Regions from separate parts of the Mus musculus genome. Here region 1 is linked to region 2. A link is a contact called in public HiCAR-type data. All regions are on one chromosome and are shown on one strand. The core of a region is the stretch at or near the end of the contact, and the rest is flanking DNA. Distances in the headings are between cores, read along the strand shown.

Region 1 (6,663 bases), core at 2,702-5,201, 180 kb before region 2:
TTGGCATGCAGTGATCCATTTATACAGGCTGCTTCCTGCACCCAGGGTCCTCATAAATGATGTCTTCCATCCTTTGAAAATGAGTGCTTTTTATACATTGTAATGTAAACACATAATAGTAAAATATTTAAATTGTAAACAGTTCTCATTTTTAGGGATAATTATTAAACGTATCCTTTGTGTATTTTGTTTATGTTCTGACAAGCACAAAATTTGATAACAGTCTATAGACCACTGTGTCTGTTTCAATGTATTTGTCTTTCCCATTTGTTGGTATAGAGAAAGCATCTTACTGACTGCTAGGATCCCACACTATAAACACCCTATGATTTATTCAGTCTCCCATTGTCAAGCCATTCTGGTATTGTATATATCACTGTAATCAATGTTTGCAAGCACACCTTTGAAGGTCTGTGTTAAGATTAGTGGGAAGCAGGCGTGGTGACACATGCCTGTAATGTCAATACTCTAGAAGCCGGCACAGGAGGATGTTGACTTCAAGGCTAATCTGGGTGACATGAGAAAACCCTGTTTCAAAAGAAATCAAAGTAAATTAACTCTAGTCAAAGAGTAGGTGTATTTTCAATTTTGATATACATTATCATGAAACTGCTTTTCAGAAGGTTGCTATAGATCCTGACTTCTATAAATAAACAGGTAAGTAGCCTCCATTATTCCACACTGATCTCACTGAGGTACAGTCCCTTGGTGTCGATGGAGAGCTTCTGTGACTCTGCCCCTAGATACCCAAACACACAAATAGCTATGTCTCCTATATAGAATGGTATGGTATTTGCATAGAACCTATGCATAGCTTCTCACATACTTCAAGTCTGGATGGCTTATATTACCTACCAACCACTGCAAGTGCTATGTAGGTAGCAGGGGAACTGTACTGTTTACAGAGAACAACAGGGAAACTCTGCGCATGCTTGGTGCAATTTCTCTTCAGATATTTTTGATCTTCAGCTGTTTTGATGTTGGCTCAGTCCAGCCAAGGGTAAGGAGTGCCAAGTGCATTATCAACCCTTTAAGCCCTTGCCAACAGCTGAAAGGGTGGCCTTCTGTATAGCCTTTAACCACAGAAACATACTTATTCAGATAAAAAGACATCTCACTTCTCAGGTGACTGACCCAAAGTGGCAGCTACTTTGTAGGTTAAATTTCAATTTAGGTAACGCTGGCACTGGAAACTAGCATGCAGGTCTACTGTTCCGTCTCCACTGACCTTTACCCCTCGAACACAGCTACAGGCTTAGCTACTGAACCGTGGCCATATTTGGATGCAACTGAGCTTGGGCATCCACCCTGTTTATCTCCTACAGAAAACTAGAATATGGTGACCACAATATCTTCCAGGTTACCTCACTTTCTTCTTATACATCTTACTCAACAACCCTGAGGAGAACAATGGCTTTCCTTTGGTTCTGGCCTGAAAGGGTCAGAGCAGTTAACTGGGGGAAAGTTTTCAGGGGCCATCCCTCCTGAAAGGGAGGGATGTCCTAACATGACTTTCTGTGGGCCAGAGTTTTTCCTTGTTCCTAGTCAAGAGTTAATATTTACCCGGAGAGGAGGATGTCCTTGGGTCTGCTGATATACAGTTTCTTCTTCTGAAGTTCGCTCTCGTTATGAGAAAATGACTCCAAAAATGATAATATTGTGTGCCAGGTGCAACTAAGTAAAAATGTTATTTTTTGAGCAAAAATTGCAAAGCCATACCCCATGTTTATAAGCTAAAGAATTCAGTAAAGCTTTGCTACTTGCTACCAGAGTGGTAGTCCGTCTGTCTCTTTAAGGCTTTCGCGAAGCTGGTCTTTGTCACCACTCCTTTGAGAGGTCCAGGCTGCTGTCCTGCCTTCTGGAAAATGGTGGTCACAAGGACTGTTCTCACTAATACAGTGGGCAGAAAGCTGCAGTGAGACCACCCAAGCTGGATCACAAGCACTGTGCCCTTTCCTCTCTTGAAACCACTGACCAGCAAATGAAGGTTCTACCAACTCAGAGCACTCTGGGGTGAGACACACTGGGCTCATTGAGGAGAGGTTATGTGTTTTCCTGTCCAATTCCCATGTGTCCTAGGTGTTCACCGGTGGCACGTAATTGATTGTAGCCCGGCCATCAACACTCCTGGACTCTACATCTCTTCAGAGAAGTCTTCACACTACACAACTGAGAAAAGGATCTTGAGCACAGTGAAGTCAGCACTGGGGATCTCCAATGTGGGGGTGATTTACCTCATAGCAACAGACAAGGACTTTCATACTAGGCTGACTCGAGAATGACTACCTTGCAACATGTGAGGATAAATCATCTTCTTAGGTGCTCCAAAACTTCCATGGGGACAGTGTAAACACATTAGCTATCCTGCCCATTAATACCGAGTTCAGGCTCACTTTGTGGGAAGCAGGCTTCCATCTCTCCCATGCTCTGTCTGAGTTAAGTGGTGGATACCCCACAAGTCATCAAGCAGCCTAGAATCAGCACTGAGGGTGAAGGGCACAGAATCCTTCCTATAAAGGAAAGAAAATAAGCCGGGCGGTGGTGGCGCACGCCTTTAATCCCAGCACTTGGGAGGCAGAGACAGGAGGATTTCTGAGTTCAAGGCAGGCCTGGTCTACAAAGTGAGTTCCAGGACAGCCAGGACTATACAGAGAAACTCTGTCTCGAAAACAAACAAACAAACAAAAACAAACAAAAAAAAAGACAAAAAACAAAAAAGGAAAGAAAATACCTTTCCAGAGACTGTGCAAGGTAACTGTCAGGCATGGTTTTCTATGGGTAAGAGTAAAGTAATGAGATGTTACTATGTCAAAACAGCACAACTATAACTCTGTGTTAATATTTATTTTGCAAAGCAGATGAAATATAAGTTCTCTAGCATAAGTCCTAACAGAAAACAGCAGATAGGGACAAACTAGAATGCTGATTAACCTGCATTTGTGAGGATATTCATTTTTGATGGCAGAAACACACACACACACACACACACACACACACACACACACACGTACACACACACACGTACACATGCATGCATGACAGAAAGGGGAATATAGAAATAGGAGACTAACTTCTAGATTTGAGAAGATGGGTGGCAATCTGGTGGTCTGGTGACAATGCCAGTGATGTGGCCAATTATGACAGTTTGTACATCAGTACCAACATATAAGGATATGAACGCACACATGTATCATACCCCACTTAATCATAGTTGGCAAATTCAATATATTAGTATAGTATGAGAATAATGTAGCTCCTGCCATAACCTACTATAGAGTAAAATATTTTATTACTCCCCTACTAATGTTTAGGAATAAACTACTGCGATTCCCCAAATTAAATGGGACACTAAGTCCATTAGCTTCTACATAAGTTTGTACTTCCAAGTTTTCAAAAATCCCATTATGAAAGTCAACTTAGACTTTCCTGTACCCAGCCCATGTGTGGTACTGGCTGAGTACTTTGGTAGAATTTCTGATGGCCAGGAAGGGTACTTAGAAGCCAAGAGAGTGTGTGTGGTGTGACAGAGGACAGACCCAAGGCCAAGGCTGTGGCAAGTTTAAACAACTAGAGAAGGTGAACAGCAACCTCGGTGTGCAGCAGTCTCCTAGGGTGGTTTCTGTTCAGTCCAGGTATCACTCTCACTGCGCTACAAAGCATCCTAATATTTAGCCCTAATTCTTGTCCTTAACGTGGTCAGCTTCACCGTCATGAGGAACAGAAAACAGAGCACAGGCCTTGATCATGAACATGAGCTGCTTACAGAGACCAACACATTTGTCAAAATTGAGACACCCAAGTCTGATGCTCTGGATTCTTGGGGACTTTACCACACCACTGGTGGCTTCACTCTTGGAGGAGTCTTCCCCTGCTGCTGGTTTCAGCAGTGCTGGGGAGATAGCTGAGCCAGTGAGGGCTGGAGTGAGTCAGGGGATTTACTCAGATCAGAGTCAGCTCACCATATATGGTGCTTTCTAAAACACAGTGACCACTGCTGGGGCTGCAGTAACAGTGACCCCATCATGGATCTGGCAAACTTGCACTGAAACTGCACTGGGGAGGCTTGAGTGGGTGTTTTGGTCACACTGCTGTGATTAGTAGAGATAGGCCAGACCTGAGGGACAGATCTTAAGCTGCTGTCTTTCTGCTTTCTGGGGACTCTCTTCCCTACCCTGAATATACAGTCACTTAGATCAGGGAACTAGCAACTAATTCCAGGTGGAGCCAGAGATAAGAAAAACTGCCCCTCTGTCTCAGAAGGACTTTACCATTGCCCTGGTCACCTACTCCAAGTGGGCATCTACCTTGTCCCCTGATTCCTTGGTCCCTCCTTAGCATACTCTTTCTCCTCAGCCTTCAGCATGGCACCAACTCCCACCCCTGTCACTCCTGCCAGGCCAGGCCCTGCAGTGACCTCCACAGCTAACAGGCTCTAGCTGACCCTCCCTCCCTGAGTCTAACCCAGTGCACAGTAAGGATACATTTCAGGTCCTCCTCGGTTAGAGTCATAGCTGCCCTCGGGAACATCTTTGGGCAGGAATTCTACCACCACACCTTGCCTTGCTTTACGTTCAGTACATTAAGAATGGAAAACACACTGTCTATGAAAGTTTAAGATACGGAGAGTATTCAGTGCTTACTATTATATTGCTAGTATTTTCCTCTTCCATTAAATTATTTTCATTTCTCAGGCTTCCTCTATAACCTTTCAATACAAATGGACATTTTACATTGTTGCAACCACAGCCAGACACAGTGCTTTTCATTTTTCATTTATAACACTTTGACACTGTAAACCACTTCTTCCAATCCTTAATGGCCACATGGCATTCCATCAAGGTGATGCACTGTAAGTTACTCAAGTACTCTTCTCTTTGGGGCATTTCACTAACTTAGCTACTGAAGGTTCACGGAGAATAAAAGTGCTGCATAAGTCCAGGCAGTATGGGAATTGCCCTTTTAATAGACCTCACACCATATTTGACCAGGGACAGAGCAAATGCACACAGTCTGTCACTGGCAGCCTTAACTCCTACTCTTCTTCTTGCTGGTTTATGAGAACAAATGGTAGACTGTTGTCAGGAAGCTCTAAATCACTTCACAAATTATTAATGAAAGAATGACTTCAATTGCTGACTGAACGGAGTCACAGACTTAGGAAAAGGCACCAATGGAAGAGGGAAGAGCAGAAGGCAGCTACAGGGAGTCGGGGGAAGCTGAGGCAACTTTTCTAAGACCCAGGTCAGAGCCTGTTTTCCTTTCTGGATATCTTGAGAACACAGTCACAGTTTGGCAGCAGATGGGCTAAGCAAAGTCAGAGAGGAGGCGGGGACTGGGGGTGCTGGGGTTTCCATCTTACCCCGTGGAGATGCTTCCTAAGTGGCTGCAGGTCCTTGTTCATTTCTCAGGAGAGGATTTCATGTAGCTCAGGATGGCCTCAGTCCCCATGCACTCAGGGAGGCTGCTCTCCAACTCCTGGTCCTCCCTGCCTCCTCCTCCCAAGTGTGGGGGTGTAGGTGTGTGCCACCGCCCAAGTCTTCTTTGCCCTTTCATAGTTTATTTATGGATTGAAAATGAAATCACTACTATTTTAAACTGCATTTTTATGATCACTAGGCAGGTTGAACTTTTCAAAAAACTTTTCATTGATTCTTTGTGAGTGTTATATCATGTATTCCAGTACCACTCATTTCCCCGACTCTTTGTATCTACTCTCCACTCTTGCAGCCTTCCCCACAAAGAAAATTAAAAAACAAAAATAAAAACAAGAAAGAGACCAATCAAACAACAACAACAACAAAACCCATCTTGTCAGGGAAGCTGTATTGTGTCACAGTGTGCCCCACAGTATAAATTCTTTTGTTCACAGATCTTTACATGCAAATGTTCATTGCAATGAGTCTCTGGTCTGGTTCAAGGCTTCTGCTATACTATCAATACTGGAGTCTCATCAGGACTCCTCTTGGTTATCCTGCTGTTGCCCTGTTATGGAGTTCTTTTGGCTTTGGATCTGTAGGACTGGCCCTTTTACTCACTCCAGCAGTACATAGATGGGGTAGATGTTTATTTAGGTGGGCCACCTCAAAACCTTGGATCTGCGCCTGGGTGGTAGCTGAGCTGGTCAGCCCGCCAGCTCTCCCACATCATCAGAGAGAGCTCTCCAGCACTGCCCCAGGTTAGCTCACCCAATGCTGCAGGGGTAAGGGGAGGGGCCAGCTCTCAAGGCCTGCTCACCTACACCTTTGCCTTTAGGGGTAAGGTTGAACTTTTAGGTTTTGTTTTACATTTAGATAAACAGTTTGGTGAAGTATTTTTAGTCTATCGTCCATTTTCTTATTAGAATGAAGTATGCTTTCATTGGCTATTTGAGCTACTGTAAGAAGAAGAGCTATGGTACTTTGAAGAAGCAAACCAGCACACATTCAGGTATAAACAAGGAAATGGAAACAAGGTCAGAGGAACCGCTCTCAAGTGTTCATTATGGGTCAGTGATGAGACTGGATACTTGGATTTTTCCGGAAGTGTAGTTTAAAAGGTAACCATGACTGACAGGGGAGTGCCACACAGTGCCCGGTGCAGGTGAGATGGAGAGCAGCCTGCGGAAGACAGCGAGTGCAGCAGGATTTCTTTACTCAAGCTTTCTCTGTGTCTACCTTTGCAGAG
Region 2 (6,790 bases), core at 2,593-5,092:
AAAGTCCCCCATACCCACCCACCCCCACTCCCCTACCCGCCCACTCCCCCTTTTTGGCCCTGGCGTTCCCCTGTTCTGGGGCATATAAAGTTTGCGTGTCCAATGGGCCTCTCTTTCCAGTGATGGCCGACTAGGCCATCTTTTGATATATATGCAGCTAGAGTCAAGAGCTCCGGGGTACTAGTTAGTTCATAATGTTGATCCACCTATAGGGTTGCAGATCCCTTTAGCTCCTTGGGTACTTTCTCTAGCTCCTCCATTGGGAGCCCTGTGATCCATCCATTAGCTGACTGTGAGCATCCACTTCTGTGTTTGCTAGGCCCCGGCATAGTCTCACAAGAGACAGCTACATCTGGGTCCTTTCGATAAAATCTTGCTAGTGTATGCAATGGTGTCAGCGTTTGGATGCTGATTATGGGGTGGATCCCTGGATATGGCAGTCTCTACATGGTCCATCCTTTCATCTCAGCTCCAAACTTTGTCTCTGTAACTCCTTCCAAGGGTGTTTTGTTCCCACTTCTAAGGAGGGGCATAGTGTCCACACTTCAGTCTTCATTTTTCTTGAGTTTCATGTGTTTAGGAAATTGTATCTTATATCTTGGGTATCTTAGGTTTTGGGCTAATATCCACTTATCAGTGAGTACATATTGTGTGAGTTCCTTTGTGAATGTGTTACCTCACTCAGGATGATGCCCTCCAGGTCCATCCATTTGGCTAGGAATTTCATAAATTCATTCTTTTTAATAGCTGAGTAGTACTCCATTGTGTAGATGTACCACATTTTCTGTATCCATTCCTCTGTTGAGGGGCATCTGGGTTCATTTTCAAGCAAGTTTTGGTGGTACCATGAGAGCCCAGTCAGTCACAGCTGCGGCCTGGTGGGCACAGTAGGTCTCTTATCTGTGGACTCATATTGCAAAGCTCCCAGGGGATTTCTGAACCTGTGGACAGTATAGACTCATATACATACTATGCTGCTTCCTACATATACATATCTATAGAAAAGATTATCTTATAAATTAGGAACAGCAAGATGTTAACAGTAATTTAAAAATCATAACTAAAGCTACATGGTACAATACAGGTACAAGACTGTGGACTGTCTAAGTGCTTATTCCAGATTAGACGTCATAGCCAAAATCAACTTGGGAAAATAAAGGCTTTACTTCATCTCCTGGTTATACTTGATCATTGAGAAGTCAGGGTGGAACTCGAGGACAACCCTGGGAAATCTTTGTCTGGCTCCCTCTCTAGCTTATGTCCAGCTATCTTTCTTTTACAGCCCAGGTCCACCTGCCTAGGGATAGTAGAGCCCACATAAGCCAATTAAACATCAAGAAAACACCCTCAGAAACATGTCCATAGAACGACGGGTGAAAGTAATCCTTCATTTGAACCACCCTCTCCCCAGATGTGTCAGACTGACTACAAAGACTGCCATCTCAGCATCTTAGCATATTAAGGGAGGTCTTCCAATCAGAATGATCTGAAATGACAATGGGTACTAGGGGGTGGCAGCAAAAAAATGAGAATATGCAAATTCATGGTTTATATCCCAGGTGGGAAGCAGTACACCTGCTGCAGGCTTCCTTCATCATGCTACTCAGAAAAATGGAAAGGAAAACTTATGGCAAGGATATGTAATTCATGACCACAGTTTCTACTACCTCCTCTTCATGTCAGAGGACAGAATCATTTGTTAGCAGACTCTCTTTTTACCACAAAAAAAAAAAAAGTTTAAAATGCTGAGATCCATCTTCAAAGATGATTCAAATGAAAAAGTAACACTAATTCAAGTCTTCTTGAAGCAGGTGAAATATTAAATCTGGGCTTTTGCTAATGACAATTCAATTCAAGGAAGATGCTGACAGACTCTAAGACGGGGGCTAGGCAGACACATAATGCTCTGGGGCCCCGCCCCACGTCTGTCATTTGTATTTTGGTACTTCAATTGTCTCATCTGTAAAAGAGCCTTTGAGGGGCCAATACAGAATGACCTCATTTCTATATAAGCCTGTTCTCTTCTTACTCAGTCCCTGGATTTGGGTTGAGAGTTGAGGTCTGACATACAAGGACACTGAAACATCAAGAGTGTCTCTGTGTGTGAAAATGCACATGTCTGTGTAGCTGCTACAGTGGGGGAGGTGGGGCCTCACAATGGACTGAAAAGGGCCTTCTCCTGGTCCCCATTCTTCCAAGCATCACACTCTTCCCTTCTCTTAAGGAGTAGAGTAGCCTCAGGTAGCTAAAGCAGCATGGCTAGTTGATGTCTCCTGAGACATGCAGTTATGGCTGTGTGAGTTTTGCTTACATTCTTTTGAGTTGTTATTTACCCTCAAAAAATCAGGTTGGAATGTAGCTAAAATTATGGTTCAAACCATAGTGATTCTCTTTTAACTATTCTGCAAAAAAAGTTTACATACATACATATATATACTACTCATACTAAGACGGCTCACAATGACATCAACAGTGAGGTAAGTAGTACAAGCTCCCTGCATATATATATATATATATTTACCCAAACTAAGTCCATGCGGAGGGTGTCGGCAACTGAGTTGTATGCATATTCTTTATAAGAGGCTATAATATCTATTGATATATCATCACAAGTAAGAACTGACAAATAGTGATAGAATTTAAAACATAAACAACTATGTATTATAAACTACTTTATCCTGCTGAAAGCCAAAGAAAGATGAATATCTGCAGATATACTTGAGAAAAAACCCTGCAGATACTCTTGAGAAAAAGAAAAAAACAAACAACAAAACAACAAAAAACAAACCTCTGCACCTGGCCTAATATTAGGACACAGAAGGAAGTGGAACTCACTTCTGGCTCCAGACTCCTCAAATATTCTAGGTCATACCGTATCCTCACTCGTGGTGGGATTTGGAATAAGGTCCAACAGGTTTTTAATAGAACAAATAAAAAAAATAAATAACTATGACAGCAAGAAAGGGGAAGGCAAACCTAGCACAGTCCAGACAACATGCTATGTAGGTCTAGGCCCAGTGAGGGTCCTCAAACAATGGAATAAAGGAAAGACTTGCATCCAGAAGAAAAATCAATCCAAATGTCCATGCCTTTCACCTGACTCAGGGCTGTGCATGATGATGCATCCTAGCCAGGAGGCAAACTAAAAGAGGTTCACCAAAGATATAATTCTACTGTATGAAATTTCATACAAGTGCTTTAGTAATTTCAAACAGTACCAATGGATGCTAAAAGCTATGACTTGAAGGTTTTTACAGTTTAAAAAAAACATAGGAATCCTCTAATACGTTTGCCTTAAAGTATATATGGACTCCTGTCTTACCCATAGACCTTAGCACCCTCAACTGGGCTCAGAGGGGAAAGGGGGTAATTCCAGGAAGGCACACCACAGTCTTCAAACAGAAATGAACAAGCTGGTGCTTGGTCCCTCACACTACTCATACTAAGACGGCTCACAATGACATCAACAGTGAGGTAAGTAGTACAAGCTCCCTGCATGCGCTATGTTACCTCCAAGCAGAACCATTTTCATGGCAGAGGGCTGGTTGCAAGATGAGCTGCTCAGTCAGCCTGAGAGCAGCATGGCGGTGCAAGCATTGGTTTCTCACCTGGGTCTGGGCAGAGCACTGAGAGCACAAGCAAGGCGTATAAGATAGCCACCTCCAACTAGGGGCTAGGAGACAGAGCACTCGGATTTGACTCCTGCGTTTGCCACTACTTAAAGATTTAGTGTTCTCTCTTAGAAGGAACAGGGGCAGTACTCAGGCATGAACCGAGCAGCTTGTGCACTCTATGTGAGTGGTCTACTTCTAAACCACTTACCCAGCCCCAGTTCTTAAGGACTCATAACCTTTGTGTCTAACCACCCTACACAGGAAGGGAAATGTCATTGCTCATTCTCCAACTGAGCTGTCAGGCTTTTATCAGTGAAACAAAAGTCCATAAAAGTCCCAGTAAAATGTTATATTCATCTAGAAAGTTCTTTCTGAGCCTAACACTCTAGAAGTCTACCTAGACAGGCTAAGCAATGTCCGACCACAGGAGTAGGTGATGAAATTATCAGAATGCCCTGTTGTACACACAGTCTTTGGGGTCCAATGTCTGAAAGCTCTCCTGTGCCAGGTCACCATCGATATGGAACTTTTCATGTGTTAATCACAGTCTAAGTATTTGAATTAACTTATTCATTTAAACCTTAAAAATACCAACTAAAATTAAATACAATAAAAATTAATTGCAATATTTAGTAAATGGAAACTTAGGTTAATTAATATTATCAAGGTCACCCTCCTGAAAGAGTTGAAACTCTGGCATGCTGACTTAGGAGCCCATATTCCTAATCACTTTACTTTATGTCTTGAAGATGCTACAACAAGACAAGTGATATATTTTCATTGATCATGCAAGTAAGTCACGTTTCAGTCAAGTGAGGAGTACCAGGAAGGGAATGAAATGGGTGCTGGTATAGTGGGTGTCTGAATCTGGTCAAGTCAGAAGCTCAAAAACTGGTTCCTGGGACATATTCTCAGGAATGGCAGTCCTTGTGAAAACCAAGTCCAGAGAGGCCTCTATGTTTCACTTGTTTCTAGTACTGTAGATTGAACACTGGGCCTTCTGGATGGTATATAAGCTCTCTGCCACTGAGCTATGTCCCCAGGTCACCTACTGCTTTATTTTGCACAGGTTGTACTAAATTGCACAACATAACTTGAACAACCCTGTAGTCCAGGCAGACACTAGGTTTACAATTCTCCTGCCTCCATTCTCCAAGTAGTTAGGATTACAGATCTGTGCCACCTGCCTCAACCTCAATTGCTTATTTTAATTATGAAATCATATACTAAGTATTGGGAAGGCATATACTATCAAGGTTTAGATATACGAACTGTCCTGGACATGGTTCATATGCAATATCGTCAGACATAAGCATCAGAACACTGGTTGCCAGCCCTAATTATAATGAAGGGCTTTTTTTTTTTTCCTGGTGTCTTCACTCCTATATTTTCAGCAAACCCTAAAGATTTAATGCAAAGATCTAGCTCTCTACACTGATAATACTAAGTGACACTTAATATTCTACATTTTGAAATTGTACTTTCTTCTTCAGGAAGCAGATGCTCTTCTTCCTGCATCCCCCATTCCTCTCTAACACTCTTGGTGACAGTCCCTGCTCTGGCTGAGGACATCCCTTTTGCTCAGCCTTTCACTCATGCATCTGCCAACTCCAGTGAGTATGTTCTCACTGCTTCGTCATAACTTCTCTGCACCTGCAGCTGCTCTTCACCATCCATCTGCGGTGGACCTGCATGGCATTTTATAAAAGATTCTATTCACCTCCCCAATTCTCTTCATTCATTTATTTAGACATACATACATCAATTAAATTTTTATTAGTCAGTCATTGATATCTTCATATTGACTAGGACTTATCGATTGGATAGTCAACAAGACAGACGAGATCTAGCCCAAATAAAACTTAGATTCCAGTAAGAGTGACAGTAAGTAGTACAACAAGATAACCTATAGGTTGCTAATCTCATGAAGAACATAAAGCAGGCAATACCAAGAAAATGCTTTCTGCTCAAACAACAGGGTATCTGACAAAGAGCCTTGAGATGGAAGCAATCCCTCTTACCCTTTGCAGTTCTTCTAGGGCCACCTTCTCCCAGGTTCTGGCTTTAACTAGGCAACAGACTCAACACAGGTCTTGTTTGCTTCAACTCACAAAAAAATAAAAGAACAAATATCCTGCCCAGTGACTTTCTCCAAAGTAAGGAAATTTTCCCCAGAAGTCCCTGGTTGACAACCTCTTATCTCTCATTGGTCCAGTTGTGGGTCATTAAGTGACTTAACTAGTCAATGGTAACTTAACTAGTCACTTAACTAGTAACTTAACTAGTCACTTAACTAGTAACTTAACTAGTCACTGGTAAAAGGGAAGTTACTCTAGTTCCACCTGACCCATTAGAATCTCCCCTGTATGAGAGAAAGGAACACCATCGCCCAAACACCAAAGGGAAATTATAAAACAAAACTGGGGAACTATGAAATCAAGATATCTGGGGCAATGAAAGATTCTCTCTGACCTGAACAAAGAGAGAGAAAGGTGTCTCTGCTAAGCCCCATAAGAGTGTTGTGTTATCCACATGGGGAGAAACAAGATCAGTCACTTGGGACCCAGAAAAGAATAAAGGAAGATGAACAGAAAAGTCAGAAACGAACTGTGTGGGCCCCAAGTGCCAGTAGCTTTCTGGAAGCCCATGCTTCATGACATAGCCATTCCTATGTCATTTTACTGTGATCCAATTCATTGCCCATAGATGAAAGTCCAGACTGCTTGAGGCCATAATATTCCTCCTTATCTGGATCCACACTATGCTTGCACGTGTTCAACTCTTGTTCCCCTTAACTCATGGTTGAACATACCACACCACATTCTTGTACTACTCATGCCCAGTGTCCATTTCTCTTCCATCCTGGTCAACCAGTTCAAACCATGTAAGGAAATGGTGAAAAATCTAGTCTTTTGGCCATTGCTATCAGTGAACTGAGAAAATATTCAAAGACTTGTACCAGAAAACCTTGCAAAAAAATCTAAGGAAAAGTCACGTCTCCTGCCAGCAATATTTATGTCTTTGATCTCGTGTGCTTCCATAGCAATTGCCAATTCCCACTTTGAATACAGTTCCTTTTACTTCATCTATCTCTGTACTCTGGCTGCAGCAAAATACTATATTTCCCATTTTCATGTCCACTGTATGTGCTAGGCGCACTGCTTCACTCATGGCAA

What was found. HiCAR-type assays count read pairs that join an accessible place to other places.
Region 1: a HiCAR-type map of Th17 cells shows a contact between it and region 2, with 5 times the contacts expected there. The contact joins two enhancer-like sites. A contact is called at or near these places in 6 of 484 Hi-C or Micro-C datasets (Th1 cells, embryonic fibroblasts, liver and 2 more), 2 of 115 datasets of contacts at active chromatin or transcription factors (Th17 cells and kidney) and 1 of 9 other capture datasets (embryonic stem cells).

The regions. Positions count from the first base shown.
Region 1 is chr13:36,461,154-36,467,816 of GRCm38.p6, reverse strand. All of the region lies in intron 6 of Fars2 (phenylalanine-tRNA synthetase 2 (mitochondrial)), which reads right to left. Among named protein-coding and RNA genes, the nearest start is that of Gm46409, 150 kb to the left of the region's middle. Within about 2 kb of position 3,951, at least 23 of the 459 cell types and tissues checked have an H3K27ac peak or open chromatin away from gene starts, as enhancers often do. A contact at or near this core is called in Th17 cells, where this site is marked.
Region 2 is chr13:36,284,998-36,291,787 of GRCm38.p6, reverse strand. All of the region lies in intron 4 of Fars2 (phenylalanine-tRNA synthetase 2 (mitochondrial)), which reads right to left. Among named protein-coding and RNA genes, the nearest start is that of Gm40912, 81 kb to the right of the region's middle. Within about 2 kb of position 3,842, at least 7 of the 459 cell types and tissues checked have an H3K27ac peak or open chromatin away from gene starts, as enhancers often do. A contact at or near this core is called in Th17 cells, where this site is marked.